2 separate regions of the Dromaius novaehollandiae genome follow, and region 2 is linked to region 1. The links are chromatin contacts, called in public Hi-C maps. All regions are on one chromosome and are shown on one strand. Each heading gives the region's core, a stretch centred on a gene start, on an enhancer-like site or on the middle of the called end of the contact. The rest is flanking DNA. Distances are from core to core; before and after follow the strand shown.

Region 1 (3,170 bases), core at 628-3,127:
TTTAGTGTCATAGTTGCTAAAGCAAATCTTTCTGGGCAGATTACAGGGAAACTTTTAAATTGCTCCATCTCAGAATTCAACTGCAATGGTATTTCGCTATGTTGCCCCCAGGCAAAGGTCTCATCCATTAAGTGGCCTTCACCAAATAAGATGCTGAGAACCCTCCACTTTAGTACCTCCGAATTTGCACGTTGCTGGTCCATTAGTCTTAATAACTGGATATAATAATCATTTGTGTGTAATTTCTAATGATTTCATACAGATTTGAAATATTAAGTAAATTTGAACAGTTTATTGTTGAATTCCTTAAGATGGAATTAGGAAATATTTTTGAAAGACTAATTTACATCTCTTAGAAAAATAAGCAGGCAACGAGATCCTTTGCTATTTTGCCATGATGTGATCCAGAAAATAATTCCAGGTTGGGAGGGCATCTCAGGACATAATTAAAGCTCAGCCTTGACATAAAGAAGGTCTATTAAACCTCAGCCTTGACATAAAGAAGGTCTATTATTTTATGAAGAAAAATTTCCTGGGATTTAAGAAATAAAATGATTAGAAAACTCTGTGCTCTGCAGGAGGTAATGAGATTAGCTCAACACAAGGTCCTGCAGAGTTAAAACTACTCCAGATAGAAGAAAGGCTTAGCCATTCAGCGGAAATTTCAGGGTACAATTAATCTGCTCGAAGGTCAGATAAGTGCTATATGTTTTCTTTATCACAAAAGAGAAATCAGTGATACAACCTCAAGGGGATCGTGTCACTGCGAGCTTCAAAGCAACCAACAGTATAAAAACAGTTTTCACGTTATGATTGGCGAACGTTTACCTATTTTAGCAAAGGCCTTGGGAAGTAACCTTGCTGGAGCCGTGCTTATGAAGGTGTATAAGGCCGAAACTGGTGTGCCCGTCACGGGACTGAAGGGAAGAGAAATTAGTCCACAGTTTGCCTGCGAGGACCCATGCAGTTCCCTCCATCACAGACCTTCACGGGAGCTAATCTGGAGCAACCTGGGACCACCCCCCTTCCAGGGCAACGAAGGGACATCTCGCTTGCCTTCAGCATCGGGTGGCTCAGGGCTCATCTCTTCGTTCACAGCCCCGTGGCTGGTTAGTTGCAGGTCCCAAGCGATATGAGAATCGTGAGCTGCGAGTCCAACGTTAGGTCATAAATTGCTTAAGGCCTTTGCTACGTGCACAGTTCCCCTTGCAGGTCAGCTAGTCTCCCTCGTCCCTCAGGTGAAGGGAGAAGAGCTCCCTTTCTGGCACCTGTAAAGGTCTGGGGAGGTTATAAAAACGAGAGGATGGATGGTCCGGAGGACAGCACGCAACCCTGGGATTTAAGAAACCGCTCCTCAGTTCCCTGCTCTGTGTCCTTGCTGCCACTAACTCTCAGCGACAGCGGTATCGTCCCTCCCTCATGATGTTATGTGCGTTTATATTCGCAGTTCCCCCTGTGGAGTGCTCCGATGTGGCTGCGTGCAACAGAGAAGGACCAGGGAAAACGAGAGAGGCCAAGGTAGGTCTCCTGCGGGAAGGGAGAAGTGGCATCCTGACGCCCAAGGGAGCAAGGGCCCGTTAGCCTTCCTGCTCTCCCGAGAGCCAGCAGCTGTCACGAAAACCGGGTTGCGCCCCACTTCATGTGTGACTCAGCGCGCAGATCCCGCCTCGCTGCTGCCTCCCCGCGTCGCACCCCGCAGGGGCTGGGAGCGCGAGGACAGTCCCTTGGAGGGAGGGCAGGCGAGGGCGGCGGCAGCTGAGGCGGTAACGGCGGCGGGGCGGGGGGGAGGCGAGGGAAGGGCGAGGCGCAGCGCTGCGCACGCGGGGCCGCGGCGGCGGGGCGGGGCGGGGCGGGGCGGGGCGGGGCGGGGCGGGGGGCAGGGCCGCCGGCGGGCGGCCAGTGGCGAGCGGCGCCGCCGCTTTAAATGCTTCGGAGGGCGGCAGGCGGCCCCGGCTGGAGGTGCTGCCGCGCGGAGCCGCGGGCGCCCGGGCATGGCGCCGGGAGCGGGGCTGGGGCTGGCGCCGCTGTGGTGGTGCCTGTGCTGGGCGCTGGAGCCGCCGCTGCAGCGGGGCATGTGAGTGCGGCGGCGGGGGCACCGAGCGGGGGAGGCGGCGGCCGGCGCTGGGCTCCGCGGGTGCGGGCGCGGGGGGAGGCGTCTGTCGGTGCTCTGCGCGACACGCGCCGTGAGACCTCCCTTGTCCTGGGCGAGCTGTAGGATTACTGCTAATTATGACTAATTATCACCGGGTGCCACTTGTGGGAGCTAATTCTGGAGCGCAGAAATCTCACGTCCAAAGTTTTTGCTCTTGGAAATCGAAAATTATGGAAGCTCTTCCCTGCTTTGTCTGGGGAGCTTTGCAGAGAAAAGGTACCTCTGTTTCTTAAGGAGCAGCAGCGATTCCTGCTGCCCCCTCCCCTCACCCCCAAACCTGCAGGCCGTCTGCTGACTTCTTAGGTGTCTGTGTGTACCTCGATTTCTAACCAATTCGCTGTTCCTGGTTTTTTTTTTTTTTTGACTTAATTCTTCAACTTCACCCTGCCCTTCCATAGTTCACTGCTGTAACATGTGCTTCCCACCTTGTTACTGCTTCTGTCACCAAAATTGAAATTTCAGTGTTTATCACTCATTGGTTTTCTAGGAAATATTCTGTAAATATGCATTTACTAGAAATACTGGATGTGGTTTATAATACTCCGTTTTGCTAGAGCAGTAAGTACCCATCGTAGTGTTTAGGAGAATCAAGTTCATTTTCTGATTAAAGTATTTTTCTTCTTTAAAAGCACTTGGTGCTTCATTCAGGCTTGCTTCTCTCTTTTATAAGCCGTTACTCCAATATGAGGAGGAATACCATTGACCTGCAGTCATTTCTGTTTGCATCTGACATAAGCAGTAACTGTGATCGTGCACTTTGGAAGCTGAAGATAAGAGGCTTTAAGTGCGAATTGCTTCAATTCAAAACAATTTTTTGTTTGCCTTTACCCTCGTAAGCTGATAGCACCAAAAGAACGTTTCCTTTTGGAAATGACACTAAATGAGGCTATTGCCAGTCTGCCCAAGCCGTGGGGAGTGGCAGGGTACTGTTAGCAGCAGCCTGAGAAAATTAAATACCTGTGGCAAAGCCTTGGGTGCTTTGCCCAAGTGGCATATTCCTGAAAATACTGTAACTCTC
Region 2 (3,409 bases), core at 183-2,682, 170 kb after region 1:
TCGATAGGGCTGGAGCAGGACCTGAGGAGCAAGGCTGGCCAGGGCAGGATGAAGGCCACATACAAGCCTGACTAAGCCTTAGTGCTATTTACCAATGTTTTTAATGTTGGTAGTCACTCTGTAGTTAATTCATGATAGTTTCTCTGCCCTTTATGGTAAATCAAAAGTGATAAGCACATAAGTTAAGCTTTTTCTCTGAATTTCTCTCTAAAGAAGTTTTTCCCTCTTCATTGACTTCCTAACTGAGACATCTAAGTTTTGGCCCCAAAGTAGGAATATTTCTGTATGCTAATGCTCACAAACACCAGCAATGCTAATACACTCATGAGTAATGACAAAATGTTAAATTGGAATAAAAAGAAACAAAGCATAAAAATGTTACAAAATATATGGTCAAATTTCTTTGCTCTTACAGGTTTTGTTTGAAAAATTTATACAAGACTGAGAAAGTAATTGTGTGGTTTTTTTCATGAAAGCTTTTGTCTTGGAGTGAGCCCAAATATTTTTCATTCAGAAACTTCAACTAACTTTGCTTTGAAACAAATCTGGTTCTTGCATTCACCACAGATTGCTTGAAATCAAATTAATTACTTAATGTAGGAGTCATGTAAACTATATTTTACACACCCACACGTTAATAGGCACTGTCATATGAATGTGGATGTATTTGCTGAGGAGCACAATGAACTTTTTTGCTTTGCAGCAGTTGCATTCTGCAGAAGTGTGCACTTTTAAATAACTCATGCATAATTACAGAGTTAATGATTCCTTTTAATCTGGCTGCAGCCTGTCCCAGGTGGGCCTTTGGAGCTGGCTGTTCAGAGGAATGTCAGTGCGTGAAGGCGAACACGCTGGAATGCAATGCAAGGAGCGGTGCTTGCACCTGCAAACCTGGTTATCAAGGCAAAAAGTGTCAGAAAGGTATCACAGAAAGCCAGATTCTCTTTTGTCTGTTTATTCCTTTGTCCTGTATTGTTATTTCTGTCTTCCTCCCCTGTGCTTTGTGGTGCTGCTGCTGCTACTACTAATGTGCTCTGCTAGTTATTTTGTCTGTGGTTTTTCGTGTAGCAAATTCTGAGTGCCTGATATCACAGAGCACTGTTATCACAGGGACATCAGTAAGAACACGGTTTGAGAATATAGTAGTTTTAGCCTGATCAAATGACAGCAGAATTTGAGAAACCACATTCTTATACAACTGAAGATACTGAGAGTTTTCACTTTTGTTCTTTTCTTTTTTTACACAGACAGTAAATTAGTGGCAAAACTGTATTTTATGACAGCAAGATTATTTGTAAATGATTTCAGTAATGCGACTTTTCTTTCAGATTTGCAGGTCTTTGAATTTTACCTATTCTCTGTAGCTTTTGAGGGTTGTTCAAAGAGAATTGTGTTCTGCATTCATGTTTGTGTGTCTCAGTAGCCCTCTGTAGACAGCAGTGGAGTAGTGCAGTAGGGATCCTCCCCGCAGAGTCTTCTCCATACTCTCCGGGCACACGGTAACATGTCAGATTTATGGCACTAGTTCTGGGGGATTTGGTGGATACCTTTAGCATTCTTGCTACTGTGCTAAGTTCTGGAGGAAAGTGTCCCTTTCCCAGCACTGAACTTTGCATAAAGACAGAGGGCGGCAGAGGTGTAACAGTTAAGAGGAGGAAAATATTCTGTAATTGCTCGGTACTTGAAAATACCTTTATTATTAAACATAATGCAGCCCTGTTTCTGGGTTATATCTGAGCAGTAACCTCTTTGAAATGTCTGTGCGCATGTTTAATAAATATTTAAACTAAGTTATCAACACCTCTAAGATACGCGTTATAACGGATTTTCTCTAAATTTCTGCCAAATTATTTTATGACTCTTGTTTGGTTTTCTCAGCTCCTCCTCCTCCTCCTTGCATATGTTTTGTGTTTATTGCGTTTTTTCAGAGTGCATGCCTGGCTTCTATGGAGCTGGTTGCAAACTGCAGTGCAGTTGTCCTCCTGATGTTTTGTGCAATCATGAGACGGGAGTCTGCAAGCATCCATGCCCACCCGGTTTTCATGGAGAAAACTGCCTTTTACGTAGGTACTCAATGCATATTTCCCAGGGAGGTACACGCTGGATGGGAAAGCTTGGCAGAGAAACTCATGTTCAGATGCAGAAGTTGTAGACAAGAGAGAGGCTACGTTTGCTGTTGATGCAAATAGGCAGTTCCCCGCTGAAGCTGAAGTGATATTTGGCAGTGCTAGCTCTCATCCCTGATACAGGATGGAGAATGTGTATGTAGGCATAGGGCTATTGAATTCATCGAGAAAACACAGAGGACAACTAGATTTGATAGGAGACACATTGCTGTTCTTTGCAGCTCTTGAAGGGAGGCCATTTTACTAACCAGCAATATGGTCTGTTGCTGAGACTGGAAACTGCTGTGTGATTTTACATCCCCTCAGAGATTGAGGTAAAAGATTAAGGCAAGTTACCAGTACTATTTATTTGGCCAGGTAGCCATATTTCTTTGTCAAGCTTCAGGCACAGATTTTCTAGCGCTGTATTGCACAGTTAATTACAGACCACAGGTCACTGAGCCAGTGATGCTAACGTAGATCACTTTGTACCGACACAGCTCAATTTCAAATTGCTGTTGCTGGTGCCTCCTAATACCTTCAGAACATTTTGTTATACTAACCATGTCTTTGGGTTTCTTTTGAGCAGCTTGTCACCCTGGGAGGTTTGGTGTGAACTGCAGGCAGAGCTGCAGCTGTGGAGGAGCACCGTGCGATTCAAAGACCGGGCAGTGTATTTGCCCAGCTGGGAAAACTGGCGCTACATGTGACCAAGGTGTGTTTGATGTTTGGCTAGGGTAGGGAGCCTGCTTGCTTTGGTAAAGGGGGAGTGTGGTCCAGGCATCCTGCCTTGTCTCTCTGCTCCAGCTAATAATTGTGATTTTCATGCTGGGCTGGGATTATGCAAGATGGCCTGAGATCCGGGCATTGCAGCAGCTCTGAGTCCCAGAGCAGACCTTGGGGTATACATGCAGTGCCCCAGGAACTGCTGAAGGGCACAGTCAAAGGCAGCAACTGTGGAACCAGAAAAAAAATTTAGGAGAATGGAGCCAGCCAGGTTAAGGAGCCAAAGCAGGAAGGAATTAAAAAAGAGAGGATTATTGTAGGTAAAGGGATGAAGAAAGTCTCAGGGACACCGAGCTACCAAGGGATCTTGGTCTGCCCCTCTACCACTTGTAAACCGCTGGTTGCATGGCCTGAGGACCATCTGCCCAGAGCAGCCCCAAGCTGCAACTCACTGCTTCCTTTAGAGGACACATGGCGAAGGAGGCAGAGCTGAATGGGAGACCTGAACTCCACCTCAGGTCCAGTCCCTCTGCTTTTACCAGGGGGGAAAACTGGGATGCTAATAAATCTGACAAAAG

Evidence for each region. A called contact is a pair of places that touch in the nucleus more often than the background predicts.
Region 2: a Hi-C map of ovary shows a contact between it and region 1, with 1.8 times the contacts expected there. The contact joins the enhancer-like site here to the promoter of LOC112986455 in region 1. A contact is called at or near these places in 2 of 4 Hi-C or Micro-C datasets (liver and ovary).

The regions. Positions count from the first base shown.
Region 1 is chr9:5,845,589-5,848,758 of bDroNov1.hap1, forward strand. It overlaps LOC112986455 (multiple epidermal growth factor-like domains protein 6), which reads left to right and starts at 1,878. Exons shown (of 37, transcript XM_026105731.2): 1 at 1,878-2,074. The coding sequence starts at 1,992.
Region 2 is chr9:6,012,654-6,016,062 of bDroNov1.hap1, forward strand. It overlaps LOC112986455 (multiple epidermal growth factor-like domains protein 6), which reads left to right. Exons shown (of 37, transcript XM_026105731.2): 16 at 787-921; 17 at 1,929-2,063; 18 at 2,695-2,820. Among named protein-coding and RNA genes, the nearest start is that of GOLIM4, 200 kb to the left of the region's middle. Within about 2 kb of position 1,433, at least 2 of the 2 cell types and tissues checked have open chromatin away from gene starts, as enhancers often do.